3 separate regions of the Mus musculus genome follow, and regions 1 and 2 are each linked to region 3. The links are chromatin contacts, called in public Hi-C and HiCAR-type maps. All regions are on one chromosome and are shown on one strand. Each heading gives the region's core, a stretch centred on a gene start, on an enhancer-like site or on the middle of the called end of the contact. The rest is flanking DNA. Distances are from core to core; before and after follow the strand shown.

Region 1 (4,690 bases), core at 1,318-3,817, 2.0 Mb before region 3:
TCCCCACCTCTCATTACCATCATCTTTAAAGGCATGCTTGGCAGTGACATGTAATAACACCATCTCCAAGGTAAAGGCAATATAGAGAAAGAGGGTGCCTTTAAATTAAAAAAAAAAAAAAGAGAAGTTTGCTTAAGTCTCAACATCTTTTATCATGAATAATCATCACTTAGATTTTTTTACTTAAAAAAATTTTCATGCCAGGTGGTGGTGGTGCATGCCTTTAATCCTAGGACTTGGGAGGCAGAGGCAGGTTGATCTCTGAGTTCGAGGCCAGCCTGGTCTACAGAGTGAGTTCCAGGACAGCCAGGGCTATACAGAGAAACCCTGGCTCAAAAAAAAACAAAAAACAAAAAAACAAAAACAAAAAAAATTTTTTCATACAGTATGGTTCTATCATATTCTTTCCCCTCCCCATCACCTAGATTTCAAATGAACTTTGAACCTTCTTGCCTCCAAACTTGTGTGTGTGTGTGTGTGTGTGTGTGTGTGTGTGTGTTTTCGAGACTGGGTTTCTCTGTGTAGCCCGGGCTGTCCTGGAACTCACTCTGTAAACCAGGCTGGCCTTGAACTCAGAGATCCGCCTGCCTCTGCCTCCTGAGTGCTGGGATTAAAGGTGTGCTCCACCACTGCTCGGACTAGGCTCCAAACTTTAAAATCTGTTCTTAGCTGAACTTCAGAATCATACTGTTTAATGTAGAGAGCATGTCGTACCCAGTCTACGTCTACGATCTTCCTTGTGAACGCCCCCTCCCCCTCCAAAAAAAAAAAAAAAAAAAAAAAAAAAGTTCGGCTGTGAATAAAAAGCACCCAGGACCAATTTTTTTTTAAATTTGGCCACGTGGATTTTTAAAAAGAGAAAAATGCATCTACTTGCCTTCTTTTACGCGGGCGCGCGCACACACACACAAAAACACACACACAACTGTAGCTCCCTCTAGATGCAATACAAAGTAGAAAGGAGGAAAGACCCTTCCTCTTTCAGCAGAGCTTGGCTGCTTCCTCGTGCTTCCTTCGGGTCCTTCCAGAGACTCAAGTACTAGCTGGGGGGAAAGGCTCTAGCTCTTCCTCACTCGCTCGGCAGAGAGCAAACAACCTCCTGCAGTAGTTCTCGACAAAACTGGATGCCACCGGCTGCTTTCTCCACCAGGGTGTAGGAATCTGCTATTTGAAGTCACTATCACGGATCCAAAGTCGCTTGTCTCCTGTGCACCACTGGCCCCAATCTTAGTCATCTGAAGCCCCAATCCTTACATTAAACGTGGTTCTTTCGTGGTCCTCCGTAGGACCTGAGCCCAGGCCCTTCCCATTCCAGGATCGCAATAGCCCGAGTGGGGGCACTGTCACAAACTCCAGGCCTCAGAAAGGGCAATACAGCCAGTAAGTATCTCATGCAGATTCACCGAGCCGCTGAAAGGCCACAAGGGGGATGTCGCCCCAGTTTCATACTCACAACCATCTGAGCACATACTGGATGGTGAAGCCGGATGGCAGCACCAGGTCGGTACCCAAGCCGGCTCACCAGAGCCAGGCATCCCAGATTAAGGGTGGGCGGCGCAGGACACAGCGCCATTGCCTGAGGCAAAGGCGGACTTCGCTGCAACCAGCCCGAAGCACGTGCCCGGGCTCGCCGGTGTCCCAGAGCCGGGGACAAAGTCTGCTCCTGCCCGTTCTGCAGCTCCAGCACCCGGCACCAGCGTCTGGACAAGGTGGGCAGGACTTGAGCACCGCCGCAAGCCAATCCCAGACCCCACCCCGATGCAGGTTCGGCCGCCCACGACTCCTGCGTGCACTCACCATTGTGGTTGACCCAGGTTGGCTTCAAGAGCTTCATTGTTCGGCCGCTGCCGGGCTGAAGCCAGAGCCGTGTCCCTCAGCACGCCTGGGCCATGGAGCTGCCGCAGCTTCCTCCCGCGCCGCCCGCCCTCCGGCCGCCGCCCACCCTTGCCCTCAGCGCCGCCGCGCCATCGCCGGCCCGTGCCCCCAGCCGCCGCCACAGCCGCCTCCTGCGCTCGGCCGCCGCCGCCGCCGCCACAGCCGCATCCCCTGCGCCGCTCCTCCTCCGGCGGCTCCCGGGCAACGCCGGAAGTCACGGCGCGCACCTGCCAAATCGCCCCGGCGGGAAACCGCTCCCTACGCGGACCGGGCCGCCTCGGTTCTTCGGTAGACAGGGGGGGGAGGACGGGGATACTCCGCTGCCACTGATGTGGTCGCCGATGAGGGTCGGTGTGAGCAGGCTGGCAAAGCCTTGAGATCCCGCCCGGCGATGCAGAACCAGGGTGGTGTGCAGATCTCTAGTTCTACCTCCGCGGCTCCGAGTCCAGCTTAGTAACTAGCTTCCGCCATCCATCAATTCGCGCTATTGGGCATCTCGCGAGCGCCAGCCGGGCGGGCGCCAGCATGCATCTAGCGGCAGACGGCAGCGGGCCCTGAGCTCGATTGCATGCATAAAAGAACTAGGCTGGTGAAGGATAGGGGGCCAGACGGGCGCATTTATTAGAAGAGCGGGGCGTTTTCATAGATGTAAACACATAGGCCAGGCGGAGCAGAGAGCAGGAAAACACCGCAGCATCCACAGAAGGCGGGACGCCCGCAAAAGGGCGCGGCGAAGCCACCGTTGCTTGCCCGGGGCGGGGCTGCGTCGGGGGCGGGGCCAGCTGCGGGCCCGCCTCTCGGAATCCCAGACCCGCGAGTTCCGGGCCGAGGCCTGCCAGACCCGACCGGGTACCTCAGGTCGGACCGCCCAGGGGCGTGCTCCCGGAAGCTGCCCGCCAGCGGGTGGCGTGAAAAACTATGGCTACCGGGGTGATGCTGTGTGCTGCGCGGGCTCTGCGGCCTCGGAGCTGGTGAGTGTAGCCGCGGGTGGCAGAATACCCAGGGCGCGTGCGCGGGCTTTGCCCCGTAGCTGCTCGCTAGTGCTCGCAGATTATTTCTGGGCATGAGCCTACCGCATCTGTTGCGGATGAAAATCCGAACTGGAAGTGTACTCACTTAACAGGCTATTTGCCTAACAAGTGTGAAGCCTAAGTCGTGCTTAAGTGGTGGCCTACTCCTGCAACCCCAGCACTATGGAGGTGGAGGCTAGGTCAGAAAGTCAAGGTCGTAACAGCTGCATACAAACCTGGCTATATTACACCCCATTTTTAAAAAGAAGAAAAAGACGCCGGGCGTGGTGGAGCACGCCTTTAAACCCAGCACTTGGGAGGCAAAGGCAGGCGGATTTCTGAGTTCGAGGTCAGCCCAGTCTACAAAGGGAGTTCCAGGACAGCCAGGGCTTTACAGAGAAACTCTGTCTCAAAAAAACCCAAAAAAAAAAAAAAAAAAAAAAAAAGGAAGAAGAGCAATGTGTTTTTAAAAATCCAAGGATATGTTTTATAGAAGGGACGTATAGTACAGTGGGAGGGGGTACTTTACTCAGTGGTCCACACTGAAGCATCCCTCCTTCCTTCCTCGAGGTACCAGTCATATACTAGACAGGTCTAGTATAGAATAGAGTTTATTTGTGGGTATGGGAAGGGGAATTGAGAAGAGAGTAGAGGCAGAGAAAGAGAGGGGACAGAGAAGGGGAGAGAGAGAGAGACAGAAAGAAACAGAGAGACGGAAGAAGAAGGAGAAGAAGAAGAAGATCCTGCCAGAGCAAGTAAAGGCTCTGCCCCAGTGAGAAACAGAGTTCTGTAAATTCCTCACTTTGACCTTGCTGGCCTAATACAAATGAACTAGACATGGTGGAGCAGCTGAGGCAAGAAAATTGTCTCAAGTTGCAAGATAGCCCGAATTAGGGAGACTTTTGTCTGAAAAAAATACAAAATAGATACTTACAAACATCCTCCGGGTTTTAGGAAGACCTATAGTTATGTGTATGTGCCTTCTCTTTCCCCAGATCTTTATACATACCCTTCTCTCCTTCAGGATCCCTGGAACCTGCCAGGCACACGTCAGACACACCCACCAGAGAGCTTCCTTACTGGCCTTCTGGGATCTCATCCCCATGAGGTAAAATCCAGCATAACCCTTAGCTCTTGGGGTATGAGAAACACGTGTATGCATATGACCAAAACAAAGCAAGAGTGCCCAACCTTGGGTTAGCAAGCAGATTTCAGTCTGTGGAACTAATAGTTAAATTTAAGTGGATGCCTCTGTCCTTTGAAGGAGCTCTGTACTATGATAGCATAGCATATATGTATTGCTACTTGAGTAGTTTAAATAAGTAGCAGCTAGATTTAAGGAGTCTTATGTGTTTCAAAGGGCATATCTTAACTTCTGTATTTCCATAGGCCTTGCTCTTCCCTGCTCATTCTGATTCACTGAGTGGGAGAAAGGTTCAAAGACTAATAATAGTTACTCTAGGAACTTTGGATGCTTTCTTGGGGCTTTATTTAGTTTATTGCTAAAAGGTTTGCTTTAAGGGTTTTTTTTTTTTAATGTTTATGTTCCTGACATATGTATACACATGTGTTTGGGGTGCCCAAAGCCAGTCAGGGGTTATAGCTCTCCTAGTTACAAACAGTTGTGAGCCCCTGATGTGGGTTCTGGGAACCAAACTCCAGTGTTTAAGATCTGCAAGCACTCCTTGTAACTCCTAAGTCATCTCTCCAGCTTCAAATTTGATTATTCCTAATGCCACATTTAGCCTGGGAAGTGTGTTCCTAAAAGTAAATCAGATACTTGCCAAAGCTTTAGGACATGGCTA
Region 2 (4,894 bases), core at 1,528-4,027, 2.2 Mb after region 3:
AGAAAGATTCTTATCTTTTATCCTTTCAATCTAGCTGTCAGTAAATATAATTTTAAACTTCACATAGAACGAATTAACTTTAAGTACATAGATTCTGTTCTGTAGTGTGTGTGTATCTGTCTGTCTGTCTGTCTGTCTCTCTCTCTCTCTCTCTCTCTCTCTCTGTGTGTGTGTGTGTGTGTGTGTGTGTGTGTGTGTGTGTGACTCTTTTGTGGTTTTATACATACTATTTGGTTGGTAAGCACATGAGAAAATGTCTTTGGACTTTCATTTGTCATTTGTCATTGGAGTGAAGAAATGCATTCTGTTTGAGTAAACACTGGTTGCGCCACTCAGTGTGCCACACAGCAGCCAGACTCCTCATGTTTATGCAGAAGCGACATTCTGGAGAAGGTTTTGGAGCAGTTTTTGCACTGGTATTTCTTTACATCAGAGTGGGTCTGCAGATGTGCCCTCAGGTTTGATCTGTCTGCAAAAGCCCTATTGCAGTGAGGGCAAGAGAAAGGCTTTTCCCCTGTTTGAGGTAGGGTAAGGGAAAATAAAAGACAGTCAGCTTTTTATAGGACACAAAATCAAGTAATATTAATGAACATCAACAGTAGCTTAGAAGAATAAGAATTATCATAGCTTGATCATATCAACCCCCAGTTATGTAATTCTATTCCTATTTGGCCTTTCAAAACAAAACTTTAAAATATCAGCCAAACAGCTTCCGTTCTGCCAGACAGACACACATTCAGAATTGGGGCTTTTTCTTGCTAAGGGTTTCTGCTTCAACAGGTGCAGCAATGATGAGCAGCTCCCTCCATTTCCAGTATGTCTCCTCTTTCTGTATGATGACTAAGACTGGATAAATTCCATGACTTCCTGCATATGATTTCATGCTTTGGGCTTTTTTTAAAAATCAGCAACAAGAAAATGAAACAAACAAGCACACGGCCAGATCCAATTTAGCCTCATTTACTAAATTAGTCAAGAGTTGGCAGAATTCATAGCAAAAAGTATAGCCAAAAAAACTATAGGAACCCCCTCTGCCTGTTTATCAAATCAACACTAGGAGCCAGACATTTGTATTTACTGACTATCAGTTCTGCAGAACACACACCAAATACCTCAATCTTGCTTTCTAACTGATCTTTGAGACCAAATCTCCTGCATGTGCTTTCCAAAGTCTAAATGCTGTTTACAATCCCTGGAGCAGAGGCTGGAAAGGAGCACTTGCTGTTCTAACAAGCTTTAGAGCAGAAAGCAGCTATCAGTGGTTCACCTTATGAAAAACACCCCCTGTCAGTCCCTTAAGACACCCCGCAGACAGCTCTGTCACACCACTGTTTGAGCTGAGAGGCATGGTTTTCTACATTTCTCTTACCAGTGTGAGTTCTAATGTGTCCTTGAAGCAGCCAGGGTCTGGAGAAAGCCTTGCCACAGATCTTGCAGACACAAGGCAATGTGTGGGTTCGAATGTGCATCTTCAGGGCACCCAGGCTCACATATTCCTTGTCACAGTACTTGCAGCTGAACGATTTCCTAGACTGGGCATCACAGTGCAGCTGCTTGTGTTTGGCCAGCCCAGAGAACGTAGAATAGGTCTTATTGCATAAATTGCACTGAAACTTCTCAGCTTCGATGGCATGGGGGTCTGAAAGCTTGGGCTGCAGTCTCTCCTCTTCGTCACTAATGGGACTTTCTGAACCACTGTGATCCTTGGATGAAGTGTCAGAGGAAGGCGGGGGACTTACACGCCCCAAGGATGAGGAGTATCCAGTAAGAGGAGAAAGGCCACTGGGTAAAGGAGAGTGGAGTGGAGCTGCCGACGATGTCCATACAGTAATAGGGCTGTATGCTCCCGAGGTGAGGATCTCTGGTTTTGGTATGACAGGTATAGGGTAACTTTCATAGAGATATGGGGAAATAATAACTGGAAGAAAGAAAAGGAAGGAAAGAAAAAATTAAGGCAAAATATTTTTAAAATATATGTACACAGTCTGAGAGAGACCATAACAACATGCAGGAGACTCCATAGGAGACTCTCTAGTGAAGACAGCCTTACTCACAGGACACACATAAAGTCTTCCCTTCACCTGGGCTTACTGTCCTCGTGCAGGCTGACAGTTGCCCTGACTAACCTTCATTCTGGACTAGCCTTGCTGTCCCAATTTAGAACGAAGAACTAGACACTATATTAAAACTTTTTATAAAGTTGCTTTTCATTTTATGCGTGGGCTGTTCTAGCTGTACCGTGCCTGTGGCGGGTAATGGCATGCACGAATCCAGCTGCTTTCCCAAGTGCTTGGCTTCAGGAGATTGCTGCTCAGGCGAGGGGAAGGGTGCGATCACGTCCGTGCACTCCTTTTGCGTACACACAGGCTCAGAGAACTATACTGCCCGACCGGAAGGAAGCTTTCCTTGTCAGCAAAGATCTCAAAGGTTTTGAATTAAAACTTAACCTAAGTAATCAAGAGACTGCAAGGACAGTTTTGGCACAGCATTAAAAGGAAAGCGGCCCGGTGTGTTCTCTGAGTCAAGCAATAGAACCGCGGTTTACTCGCGCACAGATTTACAGAGGCGATTTTTACCTGTGTGTGTGTCCAGTTCGCTGTAGTTGGGCTTCTTGGAGGCGTTGAAATGTTTCTTGACCAGGAAGGAGCGCGGCATGGTGGCTGCGGGCGGGCGCGGGCGGATAACGGTCCAGGCGGCGGTCCTATAGCATCGCGGTGGCTCAGGTGCGGCGGGGGACAGGCAGGCGCCTCTGAAGTCACCCGGCTCCCTGCCCGACTGAGCTCCTCTGGGCGGGGAGGCGCCTTCTCCGTTGCTTTTTCTAGAAGTAACCAATCACAGCCAAGAGGTTCAGATTTCAGCTCCTCCTTCTGGAACAGCTGTGAATAGAGGAAGACTCTGTTGTCAGACTAAATTTTTCTGGTTCAAAATGGGCTGCTCATGGCATTTCAGTGGAGGCTCAAAATACATTAAATGTTTTCAAGAAAGGAAATCTCGGTTCTTGAGCACTGGGGAAACGTGTTTCCGCTAGGTGACCTACGGCGACTTGGCTTCCAGATGTGGGCAGTGCCTGGCAAGGCGAGGGCGGGAAGGAAGGGCGGCCCTCCGGACTGGGACCGCGCAGCCCCTAGTGGCCAGAGAGTCTATATTTGGAAGTTGCGTCTGGAGGGGGGTTATTGCACACAAGCAGCTGTAGGCTCTGGCTTTTGGGAAAGGAAGGTAAAGGCTCCCCGCAGCTGCCACAGCAGGTCTAGGGCGGCGTGCCAGAAAGTTAACTTGCTGATCGCTGCGTTAGACACTTGAAAGTAAAGCCTTACAGCCTACCCCAGGAACTGGAAGAGTGTAAAGATAAAAGGGAAGGCTGGTGCAGACTCCGACAATAGGCAAACTCTGGAAGAAGTATGGAAAGTTCTGATGAAGACATGTGACAAGACTTCCTCCCTTTGTAGCGCATGGTATTTTAGAGAAAGAAAAAAAAATATGAATCTCTACTGACAATTCTTAGTGTCTGCCGTTACTTAGTGGTGTTTTCTTTAGTCTTCAAAAGCCTCCCCCTTCCTCACGCCACATCCCTGGTTTGCATTAAAAGATGGGGTAAAGGATTCTTTTGCCAAGTTCTTTGACTGGCAGTTTAGGTAGTCCAGTAGCCAGCCGGTCACTTCACTTGCATTTGCACATAGGGGTAGGTGTAAAAATACTCCGAAGTGATTCATTTTAAAAGTGCAGTTTTCACTGTGCCCACAGGCAACTCTGTTTATTTCAATGTTACCCTGACTCTTCCCAACAAAATTGCAGAATCCAATTCCCCCACCTCCCCACCCCAAGACAACTAACTTTTTTTTCGTAACAGGTGCTGGAAGAAAACAGCGGAAACAGAATACCACCAGCGATGTTGAGACTTGCAAGAGAAAAGTGCATTGTCAAGCAGCATAACTTCTTAATCTGGGGATGAGAAAACGGGCGTGTGAGCGGGGGAGGGGGAAACCCGCAGACTTCCTGGGTTAATTTCAATGATTCCTCTTTCTCTTTACAATAGTCACTGATTTCAATGTCAAATACAGAAAGATATTTATATGAATCCTTAAACTAAGGGAACTGAATCTGCAGGTGACAAGAAAACAAGAAAATGTATTAGATTTCTTTCTAAGCTACCATGAGTATGGATCAGAGCTGGAGTCTGAGTTGACCTATTTCTAGTGGGTTTGCTCAGATTTAGACACCTGCTCTATAGGGCAAGAAATCTTGCCCCTTCCACCTAATTTCCAGTAAAACACACCGTTTGTTTTTTATCTAGTATTGAAAGAGGGCACAAAGCCACACATGACAACAGGGAACGCCAGAAGATAACCTGCTAAAGTGAGTTGTTGCAATTTAAAAAATCATTAACGATTCATTGTGCTTTTAAAGAACCAGTGAATTTGAAACAGGGAAACCAGCCCCTTTGTGTCCAAGGACCCAGGGGTTGTGTTAAATTACAGACTGCAGTCAAGTAACCTGTGTGTTCCAGATTGTGCTAGCCAGTATTGAGCTCAACTGATCTGATTCATGCCTTATCTATGTGAGATGTGTCCCACTGGCCGCAGGAGGAAGTCCACCGGCTGATGACATAAATCATGTTAAACAGAAGCTCTGCTTGGGCACAGCAGAGGAAAATTGATATTAAACTGATGTAATGAAAATGCAAGAATGGAAGCTTATCATACCCAAGGCCAGGTGGGAGGACTCTGCTATAACGGTTTCTCCCTGCAGACTTCAATAGATTGGGGTGCTGCTTTTAGTCACAGACTGCAAGATTTTGTTTGTGCAAGGCAGGGATTTGTCCTTAGATACACCAACATTTTAAATACTTCATTCTGTATTCATAGAAAAGGAGGGAAATAGACATAAAGAGAGACTG
Region 3 (4,331 bases), core at 1,386-3,885:
CCCTGTAGTACTTACTAAGCCTGATATAGACTCCTATCGGGTTCTTACCTTATAGCTCCTGAAAAATAAGCTAGCTATGTGACAGCAGGGACTTTTTTTTCTCACTCTAATGGGAAGTAGTAGATGGTGAGCAAACACAATTGAATGAATCTCTGAATACATGACAACAGTTTTACCTGTAAAACTAATAATATGCTTATATATCATTAAAATCAAAACCAAACCAAACCAAACCAAAAACTTACTTTATGTTGGGTTTGGTAGGAGGCAAGTAGATCTCTTAGCATGAGTTTGAAGGCAGCCTGGTCTATACAGTGAGTTCCAGGACAGTCAGGGCTACACAGTGAGACCTCATCACATTAAAAACAGCAGCAGCAGTAGCAACAGCAGCAACACCTAACGTTACTGCCAGCAAACACTTCTATTTCTAGGCATTCTTTCTCTCTGGTTTCCAAGTTTTGGGAATTTTGTATCTCTTCTTCTCTTCTACAACCTAAGATCCAAATTATTGACTAGACTGACAAGTCCCTTCAGACACAGACACGCTGCCTTAGCCGGACTCTGTCACATATCCAGGTAAAGGTCAGTAATAGAAAGGCACAACTCGCTCTCAGCTGCCGTCCACTTGCCAGGCTATGCAGCTGCCGTCCACTTTGAATATACATTTATCTTCAGCTTTGACTCAAAACAAGTAAGTAGTTTTAGCACTTCAGCACAAGGGGACTTTGTAATGCTCTATCACTATTTCAAAGGAAGAAAAAAGATTTCTAATGCCAAGTATGCTGGCATACACCTGTAACTGCATCTTTCACGAGGCTGGATGCGGCAGGGGAAGCTTGAGTTTTAGGCTATACTCAGTTACATAGCAATAAGCTGTTTAAAACATTTTTTTTTTCTTCTTTTAAGGTACAGAACTAGACAATCCAGGGCCTTGACAGGAACATTTCCCTTTACCTAGACCAGATTCTACTCTAGAGAGCTTTTGTAACTGTGATTAATGTCAAGACTTCCCTAATTAAGGCTCATCTTCCATTTCAAAGTGAAAACCAATGAGAAAACCTGGACTTGATGGCTTATAAGCATCACCTACACACCACACTCACACTTTGTGACTCTGAAACAACACTATTCACTTAAGCTTTTGCTGTGTGTGTGTGTGTGTGTATGTGTGTGTATTGGGCAAAGACAGCGTCTTGTGTGGCCAAGGCTGGCCTCTTAACTATATAGCCACTACGGCCTTGATCTTCCTATCTTCAACTCCTGAGTGCTGGGAATTCAGGAGTACACCAAAATGTCTAGCCAAAATTTTTATATATGATCACTTAAATAAGACTCCTTAACATAAACCTACATGATATACCAAGTCTTTTCTGCCAAGGCTCTGACACTATAGTTTGTCCTATTCTGGAGTTAGGTAAGCAAAGGGCTATTTAGGTGTGGATTGCAAAGAGAGAATAGCAAGACAACCTGCCCATTCTTTGCCACACCTCACTAATCAGTGTCCCTTGGAAAGCACTGTAAATATGGAGGTTTCTTTTTGTATTATGTAGTAGTGGATTTAACTTGAGGAGCCCCAAAAGGGGTCAGCAAAGCATGGGAAATCTAAGAATTTAACACTTCAGTGACTTTTAATCACCTACAGATCCAGGAAAATAAGCCTGTCTCTTAACTCCTTCTTTGTATCTAGTATGCTGCAGCTCTGTCTACCAACATTGCTATAAAATAGGAGTTAAAGTTAAACAAACAAATAAACAGTTATTTTGTGTGTGGATATGTATGGGCACGCACATGCTGCCGGTCACAGGTCAGAAGACAAATTGTGGGATTCAGCTCTCTCTTTTTACAACGTGAGTTCCCGGGGTCGGAACCTTGGTTGTAAGAGCGCTGAGCCATCTCATCATCCTAGTTTAAAAAGCCAGAATAAATCGCAGTGCATAACAATTCAGACTAGCGACAAGGGACCTTGGCGAACGGTGAAAATTCCCCCCTTTCTCTGGCTATCAAATCCAAGTCGTCCTGGCTTTTCACAGTCCTGTTCCCAAAGGCCGGGTTCCAAATAGGTTAAGAGAGGTCATCCGTTCTTCCCTATGCATAACTAGCTGGCCCTCGACTCTAGCTCATTGGTTTACCCAAGTTTTCTCCTAATCTGCAGAGATCAAGTCCGAGAACAGCCTGGGTCTCCAGACAGAGCAGGCTCCGGGAGGCAGCGAGTGGAACCTTCGGATAAGAACGCAAACCGCAGGCCTGAGCCTCTGTGGGCAGCACAACTTCCCTGAGCCGGTTTCCCTACCCTCAACTAGGGGGAAACGTCTCACCTCGGGGCCGCGGGGAGCTCGTTGGAAAAGCGACCACTGCCCACTAAACGCGGCTCCACCGCCGCCCAGAGGCCCCACGGCGAGGGCTGGATGGCGAAAAAGCCGCGCCAGGGCAGGACCCTCCCCCACGCCCCCGCCCGGGTCGGAGCGCTGCTACCATTCCGGAAATGCCTGGGGAAAGCCAGCGTCTTCCGCTTCCTCGAGCAGCCAGCATCCCACTGCTCACCCGCCGTGCCGCTGCGCCTCTCGCTCCGGCTGTGCTTTCCCCGGTGGCCACTCACGAACTCACTTCCGGCTCTGTCCGTCTGTGGCGTCCCCTCATCTGCCCTCCGATGTCGACACTAAGGTGTCTGCAAGTTCCGAGGCTGGTGAGTTCCGGGTGCCTTGCTGTCTGCTTCCTGTTGGGAGCAGCAGGGGCTCCCCAAGTCTCCATTGTGTCTCCAAAAAATCATCCGGAGAAGACATTAATGACGATTGTCAGTATGATTACGAGAACTGATGAAAATATGCAATTAATGATTAAAATAAAAATGTAAAGTTTATTTTTATTTGATATGCATTGGTGTTTTGCTTGCATATGCACATCCGTGCGGGGGTGTCAAATTCCCTGGAACTGGGGATAGTTGTGAGCTGCCATATGGGTACTGGGAATTGAACCCAGGTCCTTAACCACTTAACCAGCCCAATAATTAAAATAATTTAAACATTTCAGATAGCAGGCTTTTTCAGTGTTAGCAACATCTGTGAGCGGGATGGTGGCTCTTACCAGGAATCAAGCAATCAGAAGGTTGAGACAGCGAGTTAGAGGTCATTCAGGGCTACATAGTGAATTTCATTCCAGCTTGGGACTATAGGCTATACAAGACAAAACAAAACAAAGCACCTTTTAAAATTTTGAAGACCACACTACTTGTGTTAATGTATCTGGAAGATAATATGTAATTTTTTTAGAGTATTAGAATTATGGAAGTTTTAAAATAGTTTTGATGACTTTATTAGCATACCGTTTTTTAATAGCCTGGTATGGTGGCTCACAACTTTGATCTCGGCACTTGGGAGGCAGAGAAAGGCAGATTTCAGTGAGTTCGAGGCCAGCCTCATCTGCACATTGAGTTCCAGAATAGCCAGCCAGAGCAAAATAGTGGGATCCTGTCTTAAAAAAAAAAAAAAATATATATATATATATATGTATGTATATATTCAGATTGTCTCATTATGTAGCCAAGGCCATCCTGGAACTCACTGGAACTCACTGTGGACCCAGGCTGGCCTCAAACTTATGTTTTTAAGCCATCCTTTTGTTACCAAGACTGGCTATGACAGCCCCAACTTGTCAACGAGACAAGTAAGAAACCTATAAGATGGCTCAGCAGGCAGACAGTGGCTGCCAAGCTGGCCATGTGAACACAAAAGAAATGAAAATAAAAATGTAATTAAAAGAGATAATACTAAAAAGCAGAGGAAGGAGATTTATTTAGTGTGCTCACATATGGTAGAGGAACATCTAAAGAGGCCCAGTGACTGCTCCCACACATATTTGGGGTCTGATATGAGGCTTAGGTTTAAGGAGAAAACTCTTGTCCCCTTTACCAGGCATTTAAAGTGAACTACAGATCTGCTTATTTGGGGCTCAGCCTCTCAAGGGGAGTTGAGGTCACTCTCCCTCAGGGAGACAAGCCCGCAGTCCTGGGTTCTGGCCCATGACGTTCCAGCAGGTGCTTCCTCCCAGAATGCTTCCCTGGGTCAAACCCAGAGCCACAAAGGCTTCCATTAGACCATTCTGGTAAGTGACAGAGTCACAGAGCCCAGAAAGCCTGGGAGGGTGGTGAGCAGGAACCAGGGGTGCAGTGACCCTCTCCCCAAAGCAGGGAGGAGAGTGCTTCCCAGCTGGTCAGGGCCCAGGAGCAGTGGCTGTAGGGGGCAGGGTGCTGCAGGTCTGGAGCCATGGCCTGGACGTCTGTCCTGCTCATGCTGCTGGCCTATCTCACAGGTAAGGAAACTCTTGGGGCCCAGGGC

What was found. Hi-C and Micro-C count contacts between places; a contact is called where the count stands out from the background. HiCAR-type assays count read pairs that join an accessible place to other places.
Region 1: a Hi-C map of muscle stem cells shows a contact between it and region 3, with 2.6 times the contacts expected there. The contact joins the promoter of Hira here to the promoter of Top3b in region 3. A contact is called at or near these places in 2 of 484 Hi-C or Micro-C datasets (CD8 T cells and muscle stem cells), 1 of 115 datasets of contacts at active chromatin or transcription factors (astrocytes) and 1 of 9 other capture datasets (liver).
Region 2: a contact with region 3 is called in a HiCAR-type map of astrocytes, with 4 times the contacts expected there. The contact joins the promoter of Snai2 here to the promoter of Top3b in region 3. A contact is called at or near these places in 2 of 115 datasets of contacts at active chromatin or transcription factors (astrocytes and large pre-B cells).

The regions. Positions count from the first base shown.
Region 1 is chr16:18,874,627-18,879,316 of GRCm38.p6, reverse strand. Hira (histone cell cycle regulator) reads right to left here and starts at 2,567. Exons shown (of 25, transcript NM_010435.2): 1 at 1,798-2,567. The coding sequence starts at 1,834. It overlaps Mrpl40 (mitochondrial ribosomal protein L40), which reads left to right and starts at 2,680. Exons shown (of 4, transcript NM_010922.2): 1 at 2,680-2,846; 2 at 3,910-3,993. The coding sequence starts at 2,794.
Region 2 is chr16:14,703,735-14,708,628 of GRCm38.p6, reverse strand. It overlaps Snai2 (snail family zinc finger 2), which reads right to left and starts at 2,777. Exons shown (of 3, transcript NM_011415.3): 1 at 2,577-2,777; 2 at 1,370-1,918; 3 at 1-514. The coding sequence starts at 2,655. The coding sequence ends at 333.
Region 3 is chr16:16,869,040-16,873,370 of GRCm38.p6, reverse strand. It overlaps Top3b (topoisomerase (DNA) III beta), which reads right to left and starts at 2,635. Exons shown (of 18, transcript NM_011624.3): 1 at 2,316-2,635. Vpreb1 (pre-B lymphocyte gene 1) reads left to right here and starts at 4,116. Exons shown (of 2, transcript NM_016982.2): 1 at 4,116-4,305. The coding sequence starts at 4,260.